3 separate regions of the Zea mays genome follow, and regions 2 and 3 are each linked to region 1. A link is a contact called in public Hi-C data. All regions are on one chromosome and are shown on one strand. The core of a region is the stretch at or near the end of the contact, and the rest is flanking DNA. Distances in the headings are between cores, read along the strand shown. Region 1 holds the start of LOC100283349 (chaperone protein dnaJ 16). Region 2 holds the start of LOC103629948 (clumping factor A). Region 3 holds the start of LOC100285926 (TMV response-related protein).

Region 1 (4,264 bases), core at 539-3,038:
GTGACATGACGCTTTTATATGCAATCATTTAGTTTAAGGAGAAACAAAATCATGGTTTCACCCTAATATTTCGGGATTTGTGGTTGGGAACACCAGCGCCTGTGGAATGTTACACGAACTAAACAAGTTCCAGAAGTTTGAGGTTAATAACTGATTGAAAGATATCACATTAGAGAAAACAATGAAGAGTGCCAACTAACCAATCGTATGCACATGGTCCCCTCTACTTTCTAATGCACGTTATTTCTTGTGATTTCCAGAGCAGGCAGTAGCTGGGGGCGTTCAAAAGGCTCTGCTGTGTTTGATTCGGCAAATGCTTTATCACAATCGGTGCAAACTTAGCTGAATGCTACCGCCCCACTTGTTTGAAAAGGACGTCTGCACTTGAGTTCAACTGTGTAAACCTGGGAGCTTTGGATGGAGGACTTGTGGATCCTTGATGCGCATTTGTTGCAAATGCTTTGGATTGAAGCAGAGCAATGTACCATACCATGCTGGCATGCGATCTAAGTGGCCGGCGGCTTGCTTCATGCTCACATGAAGTTTAACTACCATCACCATCGGTTGCAGCTTCAAGTTTGGTTCGGTTGTAATGAAACGGATTCTCATATGTTAAACCTGAGAGCCTTCTGTTAAGCCTTGTTTGAGTACTCTAGTATTCACCTCAATCCACGTTTATTAAAGTTGATTGAGGTGTAAATTAAACTAATTTACATCATAGTCCAACTCAATACATGTGGAATGAGATGAATACTAGCGTGAAACTCTACCATTTTGACCTTTCTCTGGGTAGTAGTAACCGATTTTAGGGTGCATCTTCAGACACTCATGAATCATGATCAAGTGCTACCATCTTTGCTTCGAGTGTTGAACATTAGCATCAACAGAACAAAAAGAGAAAAGGACAGAAGAAAGTGCTGTTAGGCCCTGATTGGTTGAGTTTGCAGGGTTGTTTATGCCCAAGCAAAGCGGCTGTTTTTGGAGCTTGCTTTTTTAGAAGCAACTGCTTTTTCGTAGTATATTTTTAAAAGCATCTCAGACCCTCTTTTTGGCCTTTTCCTTTTTAAAATAAACAAAATAAAGAACTATTTTTATAGTCTTCTGAAGAGAGATAAAAATAGAAATTCTATTCTAGTTTCAACTAAATATGTTATAGCCTTTTCATAGCTAACGCATATTTTACAGCAGCTCTATCATTTCGAATTCTTTAAAAATATTTCGAAAATATAAGTAAATGAAACTACACAGGGTGCTTGTGCTTTACTCTATTTTATTTTCATGTTCTTATGAAGGATTCTTTCCTTTTTGTGTTGCTCCCTCCTCTCTGTTCGACTGTTCGTCGTGAAATTCAGGTCAGGTACGATGCAACCGGGCAGGTGCAGACAACGGCAAAGATAAACAAAGAGCTGCAATGGCCAATGGCAATCTCCTGATTGCTTATACTGAATTACACTCCACGTAAACAAAAACATCATATCATACGATCGCAAATTTGGTGGGTGTTGTCGCTGCCTGTGGGGGCCCACTCGCTAAATCCAAGTACTTCGGGCCCACCTGTCACCATCCATCAGCCATCTTGGCCCCGCCCGCAGGCCGCAGACTAGAGAAGACAACAGCAGCTGCTACAAAGTTGTCCGCTAGTTCTAGATACTGACATACGAGCCCCACAAAACAGTGGCCCAACTGCCATTCACGTGCATGGCAGCAAGGGGTCTACCGGCTAACGCCACAATGCCACACAACACAACCTCCGGCTCCGAGCCCGCAGCCCCGCACTGCTCGAGAGGCCCGGGCCGCCCAGCACGCCGGTGCCTGCCACCAACGCCCACTGCGCCCGGGCCCCGCCACGAGGTACACCTAATCTGTCACCTCCCCCACCGCACCTCCGTAGCCTCTTCAATCTCGCCGGCCACCTCACGTCCTCACCTCGCGTGGCCTCCCGTTCTGACTTCGGAGTCCCTCGGTCTCAACGACTAGTTGAGAGCTCGCGGCTCCGTTCGGGCGAGGGGAGGAGGTTCATGAGGCTGCTGTAGGCTCCGTTGCAGCCGCCGCGGGCGGGAGTCCGTGATTTTGGACGCCCCACCGCGGCAAGATCCGGAAGCGCGTTGGCTGTTGTGCCGTGAGTTTCAGTTTCGGTGGTCGATTGCTTCAGCCTGCTGAGAAGTAGGAGGGGCGGCCATGGCGGGGTCGAGGTTCGGGTCGTTCAAGTCGGAGAAGGGCGACTCCGCCTCCGCAGCGGCGGCAGCGGGTGGAGCGGCGCAGAGGAGGGACCCGTACGAGGTGCTCGGGGTGGGCCGCACCGCCACCGACCAGGAGATCAAGAGTGCGTTCCGACGCATGGCGCTCAAGTAAGGCCGCCACCTCTCCGCTCAGATTCAATCGCCTCCCGACCTTCGCACCTATACTTGTGCTGCTTTTCTTGTCTCTCTCTCCCATCCCCCCCCGCCCCCGCCCCTCTCCCTCGTTTGGTGAAATTTTGTGCCAAAACAGGCTCAGTTTTGGCGAATTCTGTCACATATGTTGCGTGTGCACTTTTTTGGTGAGGTTTCCAATTATGTTTGAGCACCCTTGGTTTCCCCTTCCTCTTTGTGACTTGCGAGCCATTTTTTGTCTGAACATTGGGCTGCCTAACGGTAGCCTGGTTTAGGATAGCACTCATTATGGTGTTTCCTTCTGGTGAATTGCGGCAGGTACCATCCGGACAAGAATGGCGATGACCCTGTTGCATCAGACAGGTTCCAGGAAGTCACATTCTCCTATAACATCCTGTCAGATCCCGATAAGAGGCGGCAGTACGATACATCAGGATTTGATGTAATTCACACAGATAATTGGTGTATTATGTCCCCTTACTTTATTATTTTATAACATTTGCATTTTCTTCAGGCAATCGAATCTGATAGTCAGGAACTGGAGCTGGACTTGTCGAGTCTCAACACTGTAAACACGGTGTTTGCAGCTCTTTTTAGGTAAAGCTTGTAAATGATGCAATATTTTTTCAAATCTTTGCTAGTTTGCAGTGCTGTTGTGTGACACTTTGTGTGCGTGCACGATACATGCAGTAAGCTTGGTGTGCCAATTAAAACAACTGTTTCAGCTACAGTTTTAGAGGAGGCATTGAATGGTTCGGTTATGGTTTCTCAACTCCAGCTAGGAAACTCAGTGCAGAGAAAGGTTGGCAGCCAGTCGTTTGCAATGTTCCTTTTTTCCTTTTTAATAATTAAATAATTGATTGTCACATGTGGCCAGGTGGAAAAGCAATCGGCCCATTTCTATTCTGTGGATATAACTGAAAAACAAGCTAAAATGGGGCTAGTTTGTCGTGTTCACTCAAACGATAAAAGCAAATTCAAGGTTTGTAACTGTTTCTTAATTTATCTGCACTATTTAAGTACATTTCTTGTGGTCTTGGTGTTTTGGTATTTTTATCTACCTTTTCTAGTATTCTTTTTATTGATTCTGTGCCTTGTATTTTTGTTGTCCTCTGTTTGGTTAGCTTTGAATGTTTCATATTTGTGAACTGTGATACTAACAATCTAGCTTCCAGTTCCACACAGGTTCCCAGCTACATACTACATTTGATGTTTATGTCTAAAATGTAGCTGATATATCATTGAATACTAGGTCAACAACTCGTTCTGCATTCAAAACCAAATGCATCTTAATTTCTTGTAGCAGGTGCTTAAAATGGTTTGGAAATTTTCATGGTTTCAAAGGTGTCCAGGCGAGTGCTGGGTCCACCTGGAATCCTAGTGGACGCCTTTGAAATAGAGGGATTTTAAATGGCGTTGCATAGAGAGGCTGGGTTTGATGTTCTATTTTCCCCTGTAGAACCATATTTAAAATGAAATGCAGGGCTTGCATTGGATTATATTTGGAATCTATGTGTCTCAACAGATCTGAATGATACGGAAATTTTAAGTGTTACCGAAATGCATATGTTGCATTGGATTTGTGGACATATAAGAAGATATTGAGTCCAGAACTATAATATACTTGATAAGCCAGGGGTAGCATCAATTTTAAAAAAAACTTGTCCAACACCGGCTGGGATGGTTTGGACATATCCAACAAAGACCTCTAGAGGCCACCGGTGCGTAGTGGAATCGTAAGACGTGATAACAATGTGAAGAATGCTGAAGTTAACATGGGAAGAGGTATTAAAAGGAGGCTTGAAAAGATGGAATATACTAAAGGTTTAGTCTTAAATAGGAGTGCATGTAAAACAATTATCCATGTGCTTGAACCTTGACTTGGTTTCTAT
Region 2 (4,264 bases), core at 1,212-3,711, 250 kb after region 1:
CCGGCTGTCCAATTCTATATTGACTCTTTATAAATAATTTGTGCAATATTGATAATGATTGGCACACTAATTTTGTATATTATAATGATATTTGTCGTTTCATATCTATATTTATATAAAAAAATTTACTCCCGTCGTAACGCACGGTCACATAACTAATGCTCTAGTAAAGGTTTAAACCATTGGCCCCAGCAATCTGGACAGGGGCACGAGGGTTAGAACGCCCCCATGAGAGGCCGCTGATGGCATATCGACGCATCACCGAATAAGGATGTCTCAGCACATTGTGTACATGATCGTACAAAATATTGTTTTTTATTATAGACTAGACTATTTATAAATTGAATTTTAAAATGTGAAATAGAATATGAAAACGAGGGATCCATGGTTGGCGCGCTCGTGCGAGCACGAACCGTGCAACCAGCTGAGCAGCATGATTGCTCTCACTTGCGGCACCCATCCCAGCACCAGCAGTAGCCAGCAGAATCTGCAACAAAAGGCTGTCGCCCACCAGCCGAATATCCGTCCATCGCGGCGACGGGCACCAGCGACCCCGAAAAACAGAACAGCCTCTGCGCTTTACAGGCAGCACGGACGGACGGACGGACGCTGCTCCGATCCACGGCTCCACAGTCCACACCCACACCCCACGTCAAAAGGTTGTCCGGAATCCCGAATTCCTGATGTCGAAGAGGAGAGCAAGGACGGAAGATGGGATTGCTGGTGCCTCCAAAGTCCAACTCCAAACCATGGCGGTTGGCGGGCCACTGCAGGCCCGCCGGCCGGATAGAGAAGCGGCGAGCGTGCCAGCGCGGGAGGCCTCGCCATTGGTTGGGCGTCGATGTGCTGGGACCTGGGGACTGGGAGAAAAAATGTCGACGCGGTGCACCAGCCGGCCGCCGGGTGGGGGAGGGGACGGCAGAAAAAGATCGTCGCAGGCCCACTGACTGCGCTGTGAGCTCGGATGGAATGGAGAAAGAAACAAGTACGGCCACAGGTTCGTGTCCACCGCTCTCCCGCTTGTTGTTTTGACATGTGGGTGCTGTAAGGTGGGTCCGACGTGTCATCCGGAAGGGAGGATGCTTGTGATAGGTTCAGGGGGCATGGAACGGAACAAGCGCTAATCATATCGATGGGTGTGGTGTGGTATGGTAATGCTACAAGCGCACAGGAAAATGCACCTGAAGGCAAGATATGCACCAGTGCCAAACACTCTAAAAAGCTCCTTTGTGACTGCAGCGAGTCTCCCTTTGTATATATAATATCTATCTATCTCTATTTATATCCATATCTACAATATTTAATATTAAACTGCTTTACACCTCATAATGTCTCATATATGATGCAGACTTATATAAATCTGAACAATTTATGTCTAGCAATATTACGGAGTCCGGGTCCACTTTAATGATCACGCTTTGAAATAAAGGTTTTTGTTTGACCTTTTTTTCTTTCAAAATCTATATGTTATTCCTTTAAAGCACGAGTTTTGACGTTGTACGTCACGCGCGAGCCACGTAGAGTGGATCTGATTTTCTTACTCACGTCTCGCCTACTAACCAGACTGTTACTACCTAAATGGGACATGAGAAAACATTCAAACTCAATATGGATACGAAGCCACACGCATCACAACACTCTCGGATAGCTAGCTGTAGAAGGACGAGCGACCGAGTGAACTATTAAAAGGGGCAGGTCACCTTTTCAACTTATATCTTTCTTAGCCTTTTGGCTTAGATAAAGTATATTATTTGTCGTTTTAATATCTGATATGTGGGTCAGATGCCAACTTTAATTTTAAATTTATTTTTATGGGAAGGATTCACTTTGATTTTTAATTTATTTTTGTGGGAAATGTCCATCATACTGCCTTGCCACTAGATCTCTCAGGCGTCATACAACTCTTACACTATAATTAGCATACCGTCACAATGCACAAATATTGTACCACAGTATCCCTAAAATCCTTAAAACTCCTGTAAAGCACTAGTTTCCCTAGTTTCCACTGTCGCCTTTTTATAAAGTTCTTATACCTTTCTAACCTAACCCGCGGTCCACCGTCATCATGCATTGTAAAGTGACGTGAGCCGTTATCTCGGTCGTGAGAAAACAGTCAATTCCAACACAACATGAAGACACATGTAACACAACGCTCCCGGATAGTATTATATCACTAGCTGAAGGTGGACGAGCGTCTAACTTAGTTATAAAAAAAGAAACATGCCTTCTTTTTAACTCATATATTTCTCGACGTTTTGGCTAAGCTAAAGTGCAATATCTATAGTTTAAGATCTAGTATGTGAGTCATATACCAAGGCCTACTTTAATTTTATTTTTTTTGTGTGGAGAGACCATTACACTGCTTTGCCACTAGTTCCTCGCGTGTTGTGCCATTAACAAACGTACGGGCATTGGAGTATCCCTAAAATCCCTGTAGGTGGCCTGCGTTGTGCCCGTAGCAATTCCGATCTCTTTTGACAAAAGCAGGCGGGAGTGCACACCTCAGACCGCACCAACTCGCCGTCCGCGCTTCCGCTATTCTCCCAGTCCCACGCCTCTCTCCCTGCACCACAGGCCCGCCTGAGCTGTGCTGCCCTCTCCTTCCATTTCCACACTCGCCAATCATCCACCCCATCCATCGCCGTCGCCTCTTTCTTCCCCCCTCTCTTCTTCTCCCTCCCCGATCCTTCGCTTCTCTATCGCGAGCACGACGGAGCAGGAGGGCGGCGACAGCAAGGGGATGTCGGGGGCGTGGGGCGGCACCACGCAGAAGTGCGCGTCGTGCGGCCGGAGGGTGTACCCCGTCGAGGAGCTTGCCGCCGACGGCCGCGTCTATCACCGCCCCTGCTTCCGGTGCCACCACTGCAAGAGCACACTCCAGGTCTCTCTCTTACCCCCCTCCCCTCCCTTCGTTTCCTCCCCCCTGCTTGCGCATGGACTCTTGGGGCGTTGTTGAGCACAGTCTTGTTACGGAGCAAAAGTTCAAGCGTAGGATGGGTCGCACGGTTACCTGGTGCTTTTGTGAATCGGCCTATTATTGCGAGCGCCACTGAACTCAGAGTAGCTGGGCTGTCTTGTCTTGCTTTGTTGTCCTTGCTTCGAATTGCTTGGCTACTGCTTCAGTTGATGTACTTTCTTGGTCTGGTCTGGTTTGTCAGTTAGGTTGCATGATCATGTCGTCTGCGATTGTGCACGATTATTACTTGTTGCGCGTTGAATTTGTACTGGTTCTTGCTTCACAGCGAACTGGGTACAAGAACAAGTCGTAAATAGGGAGTACACAGGGTACAAAAATTTGCTGTTTCATCTCAGCAAGGGTGCGCCATCAGTGAACTTTTCTCTTGCAACCACCTGGCAAAGTGCGTGTGCTAACTGATTAGTTGAGCGCATGTTTACCTCTTCAGCTGTTCCCTTGTGGTTGGATGAGTGCCTAATGACAATTGATCTTAACTTTTTTATGATAATGTAGGAGTGTGAAATAATGTCATTATCTAAATATTTCTGTCCTTCTATTAATATAATATGCATTTACCTTTTTGAGGAATTCATCTCCATAGGCTACTGATGTGGCATATCTGTCACTTTTAACAGTGTCTTGCTATATCATGATCTCTTTGTACTTGCTTTCCCTTGCACATGGCATAGCTGTCATAATTCTCGTAGGCAGTTGACATCTAATCATGTAATAATGCAGTGCAAGACAAATGCCTTTCCCATATGGATGTAGTTTTGGTACCCGATCAGTCATGCTTTCATTATTTCTTGAGAACACGTTGTTTGGTACACCTGTACCTTAATTCATAGATTTTTAATTTTGCTGAGAGCAATAATGATCATTGTGAATCTCTTGTGCTACAGTCATACTATTGGGCATCCGTGCTATCTTTTCTTATTTGCAGCCAAAGCTACATGTGTGAAACTGAAACCTTACCAGACTAATACTAGTTCTTGACAGTGAGATGGGTATAAATCACAAAGCGCAAGAATTGAGACATGTTTGAAGATTTTTTTTTATCTACTGGAAAAGCGGTCTAGATTCTTGAAGAACTTTTGTTCTTCGTAAAGTGGGGAGTTCAGCGTTCTGGTTTTTGTTTGTGCATCATTTTTTCTTGAACACGCAAGATAGCCGCATATCAATATATTAAGAAGAAAAAAAGAGAGGTGGAGTAGAGCACCATACAGATCACCCTCATACACCCATAGTAGAAACAAAAATCACATGCCTAGTAAAATCTCGACCCCAACCACTTATTTTTGTGTTACG
Region 3 (4,264 bases), core at 887-3,386, 150 kb before region 1:
CTTCCGCATCGACTCCAACAGCGTAAACTTCCAGCCTGAAACCGTGAAAACAACTCGAGATTGCAATAGCCAAATCAGCCACGAATCGTTTTCCCAGCCACATCACAAACTAATAAGGGCTTGTTCGGTTAGCTCTCAATCCATGTGGATTGAGTGGGATTGGATGAGTTTGAATCCCAAACAAGTCAAACTTCTTCTTAATTTTTTCTAATCCCATCCAATCCATATGTGTATTGGGAATAGCCGAACAAGCCCTAAAATGGAAAAGTGGGGTGTTTACTCGGCCGCGCAACGGCAAGGATCAGACCCGGGAGCCCAGCGCCAGAGCCGACGTCAATAAGCCTGACTCCGTCGATAGCGCCACCAGCGGAGGTGGAACGGCCGCGGTACACACGCTCCAGCGGGGGCAGCATGGCGAGAGAGTCGGCCACGTGGCGCGCCATGACCTCGGCCTCGTCGGTGACGGCGGTGAGGTTCATTCTCTGAACATATTCGAGAGAGTGAGAGGGGCACACGCAGGGCAGCGCGTCGCCGTGGGAAACATTCCGTGCCTAGGAATGTCAGATGTGATAGCCGAGGAGCTCAGGGATTCGGGTCACTGACCTGGTTCCATTCAAGGAGAGTGTCCACGTAGACGGTGATCTGGCGCTGCTGCGGCGGCGAGAGGGAGGAGGTGGCGGCCGCGGAGGAGGAGGATACGACGGTCGTGGTGGCCCGGAGGTTGAGGAGGTGGTGACCCGTCCAGTGGCGTCGGCCGAGGAGGAGGCTAGGGAGGAGAACGCCGCGGCCGGTGGCGGTGCTGCAGCAGCAGCAGAGCGACATCTCTCTCTCTCGCGGCGGCGGCGGCGGCGGCCACAAGCACGCGGCGGGGCCTGGGAATTGGGATGGGGTTTGTGATGTGGATTAGTGTGGATACTGTTTTTACATAGAAGCGTATTGCTCACAAGGTTTATCAGACGCCCCGCAGGCGAATTAAGTCGCATCAAGTCGCAGCTAAACGCTTTGTTTCTGCTCTCTGGCTTCCATTTATCTCTTCTCTCGACTCGGTTCTTATGTCTCGTCTGTATGTACAGTAATATTTAATACAGAGACTTTTAGGGGTGTTTGGTTTAGGGTTTTGGTTTAAAGAATCACTCCATCCAAGATAAGGTAATGCATCATTATTTTATTCCTCAAATTTGGTAGGATGATCCAATTCCTAATGTTATTACTAACTAACTAACTATGATGAATGAGATGGTGATAGATCAACTTATTTTATTCCATAAATCAAAAACGTAAGGAGTGAGAAGATGATGGACTGGATTCTTCCTCAAATCAAACACCCTATTAAGGTGTCTAAAGAGATTTTTGCACAAAAAAACTCGCGGTGGAATTGTTATTCGTGAAGAGACGTCTCTGTCTCGTAAATCAAGTAGCAACAGATGTCTCACTCCTATTGTACGAATTTGTCTGTTTTATCGATCCAACGCTATACAGACGCATTTACTTCTGTTTTTATTAGTGAACTACATTTATAAACACTCCAGTGTATAATTGAGTCTCTTAGAGCATCTACAAGATACTCTTTATTTTGTCTCTTTATTTAACCCTTTATTTGTCTCCATAAAGATTAAACTCTATATAACATCTAATTTCAACAGACTCTCCGACATGCAAGTTAGTTTGATTTGCGAGAGTTGCTAGCTAAATTTGGCTAGTGAGTGAGTCAATTTAAAGAGCCGGATAATTTAACAAGTTAAATGGCTAGCTTGTTGGAGATTTATTTTGATATTAAATAACTAAAATTTAGCTTGACAAACTATTTAGCTAACCTATTGAAGATGCTCTTAGACTCTTAGTTGTGTCTTGTGATGCCCTTAGAGCATCTCCAAGAGACTAGTTAAATGGCTCGTCAAGCCAAATTTTGGCTATTCAACAGCAAAATAATTCTTTAACATACTAGCTATCTGACTCGCCGAGCTGTATGACTCTTTAAATTAGTTTTCTCACTAGTAAAATTTAGCTAGACACCTAACTAGCAAAACTAGATAAATAATCTGTTAGAGTGAGATGTTATATATATATATAGTGTAATTTTTATGAAAAAGTAAATAGAAAGTCAAATAAAGACCTAAAAATAAATCGAGATCGCCACATTTGGACAACCACGAGCAAGAGCAACTAACGGGTGGGCCCACCCGGAAGCGACTTGCACAAGTCGCCAGCCGGGCCACCCCCTTCGCCTACCTCCCCTGCCGGCGCTCAGATCCGCCGCCCCGCAGCACCCTCCCGCGCCGGCAGCAACCACGACAGACAAGCAGCCCGGCGCGCGGCTAGCTCACACCCTTCGCACCATGCCGGGTCTGGTCGCCTACTCGGGCCTCGGTCTAGGCCTCCTGGCCCTCGCCGCGCTCGAGTCACTGCCCCTCCGCGTCCCGCCGCTCCGGTCCCTCCCACGCCGCCTCACCACGCCGCTGCACCTCCGCCATCTCCTCGCCGCGGCCGTCTCCGCGCTCTGCCTCATCTCCGCTCTCGTCTCCGCGCACCACCTCTCGCTCCCCACGCTCGCCGCCTCGGCCCTCTTCCTCCTCTATTCCCTCGCACCCTTCGCGCCGCTCGCGGCGCCGCTGCCCTCCCCCCTCCTCGATCTCCTCCTCGCCGCCGCCTTCGCGCAGGAGCTGCTTCTCTTCGCGCACCGCCGCCCCTCCACCGCGGCTGGGATCGAGAACCGGTACTTCGACCTGCTCCTCGTCCCCATTGCGCTCTGCCTCGGCGCCACGCTGCTCGCCGCGCACCGGCCAGGGGAGCCCGCGCCGCGGATCGCCCGCGCGGCGGGCCTGGCGCTGCAGGGTACGTGGATGCTGCAGATGGGCTTCTCCTTCTTCACCAGCGCCATCGCGCAGGGCTGTGCGCTCCACGCCGCCAGCCGCGCTGACTACACCATTAAGTGCCGCACCCACGAGGATTACCACCGCGCGCGGTCCGTCGCCACGCTGCAGTTCAACGGACACCTCGCACTGCTTGTGATCGCCGGCGCGGCCGCTTACGCAGCAGTCCTATCCAGGTCAAACCGACCTCCGAGCGGGTACAGTGCTCTGGACAAGGAGGTCCAGATGGAGGGGATGCCGATGATGTCACAGTTCACACTGGATTCGGATGAGGAGAAGGAAGAGGAAGTGATCACCTCTACAGCAGCTCCAGTGGCAAATGGCGGGGAGTCCCATGACGAGATCCCACTGCACGAACCAGGTTCCAAGTGACGGAGATGAAATCTGGGCTGTTCTTCTGTCGATTAGCCAAGTGGAGGAGGGTGTCGACAGAGCTGGCACACTGGGGCTTCATGTTTGTGTGTTTTGGTACATCATTTTAATATGGGTTTCACTTTCTGATATTTGGTTAATATGTGGAAAGAAATCTTGCTTAGTTTGATCTGCATAGAGTTTATATCTGTGAAATATTGTAATTTGTTGGGTTCAGAACTTCAGATAGATCTTTCAGAAATAAAGTTAACACACTTGGAGATCATTGTTTTCTCCACTTATTTATTGTCTAACTAATTGACACTTGCTTCTGTTTCTTTTTAACGATATTTTAGAAGTCCCACGGCATAGATTTATCTGTTCTGAGTTATGTCTTTCTTTTTGCTGCTAGTGAAATGATCAAATTATTCTTCGAAGAACTTAGATTAGTCGATAATGTGCTACTCTGTGAATTTTGTAATTGTTATCTTTTCTTCACAAGATATTGATACCCTTAGTCCTTGGGATAATAGGTTTGAAATTTGTTAAACACATTTGGAATCTGATATCTCAAAGTGCTGCAACCCCTTAGAGGCAACTGCAACTAGTCACACTTGGGAGAGGAGCATTTGCTGGGATTGATGTGAACCAATCTACCAGGTATCAGCTGCCTGTGGATACTGGTAGTGGTATGGGTGATACATTCATGACCATGGTGGCATCAGTTGGTCCCATCCAATACACAGTGTGGCATTGCTGACTTTAGATCATCAAATGAGTCGAAATCTATCCTCGTGGTGGAGGGGATATAGGGCCGCTAAACAGTACATGATGTTGTAACTTCTTTCTAGTGAACCGGTGGTAGTTTGTGCCTAGGTATTTGGTTTCGAAAGCATTTAGGTGATGTGAAATGAATTGTACATTCTTGTCTTGGTTGTTATGGCGTCCGTGCAGCATCGCTTAAGTGTTAAGGTGCTGGTGGTCGGACACCACGGCCAAAATTATCCATCATTATTGTATAGTTTGATTAATTTGATAGCTCG

Evidence for each region. A called contact is a pair of places that touch in the nucleus more often than the background predicts.
Region 2: a contact with region 1 is called in a Hi-C map of ear, with 3 times the contacts expected there. The contact joins the promoter of LOC103629948 here to the promoter of LOC100283349 in region 1. A contact is called at or near these places in 7 of 25 Hi-C or Micro-C datasets (ear, endosperm, leaf and 3 more).
Region 3: a contact with region 1 is called in a Hi-C map of leaf, with 6 times the contacts expected there. The contact joins the promoter of LOC100285926 here to the promoter of LOC100283349 in region 1. A contact is called at or near these places in 2 of 25 Hi-C or Micro-C datasets (leaf and tassel).

What each region holds. Positions count from the first base shown.
Region 1 is chr6:125,269,065-125,273,328 of Zm-B73-REFERENCE-NAM-5.0, reverse strand. It overlaps LOC100283349 (chaperone protein dnaJ 16), which reads left to right and starts at 1,788. Exons shown (of 11, transcript NM_001156250.2): 1 at 1,788-2,348; 2 at 2,691-2,814; 3 at 2,887-2,969; 4 at 3,063-3,174; 5 at 3,250-3,354. The coding sequence starts at 2,179. It overlaps LOC107275233, which reads left to right. Exons shown (of 5, transcript NM_001320505.1): 5 at 261-636.
Region 2 is chr6:125,021,135-125,025,398 of Zm-B73-REFERENCE-NAM-5.0, reverse strand. It overlaps LOC103629948 (clumping factor A), which reads left to right and starts at 2,461. Exons shown (of 5, transcript XM_008651048.3): 1 at 2,461-2,881. The coding sequence starts at 2,741. It also overlaps the pseudogene LOC111589709.
Region 3 is chr6:125,416,983-125,421,246 of Zm-B73-REFERENCE-NAM-5.0, reverse strand. LOC100285926 (TMV response-related protein) reads left to right here and starts at 2,136. Exons shown (of 1, transcript NM_001158815.2): 1 at 2,136-3,507. The coding sequence starts at 2,337. The coding sequence ends at 3,242. LOC100277897 reads right to left here and starts at 923. Exons shown (of 8, transcript NM_001151346.2): 1 at 604-923; 2 at 281-482; 3 at 1-35. The coding sequence starts at 822.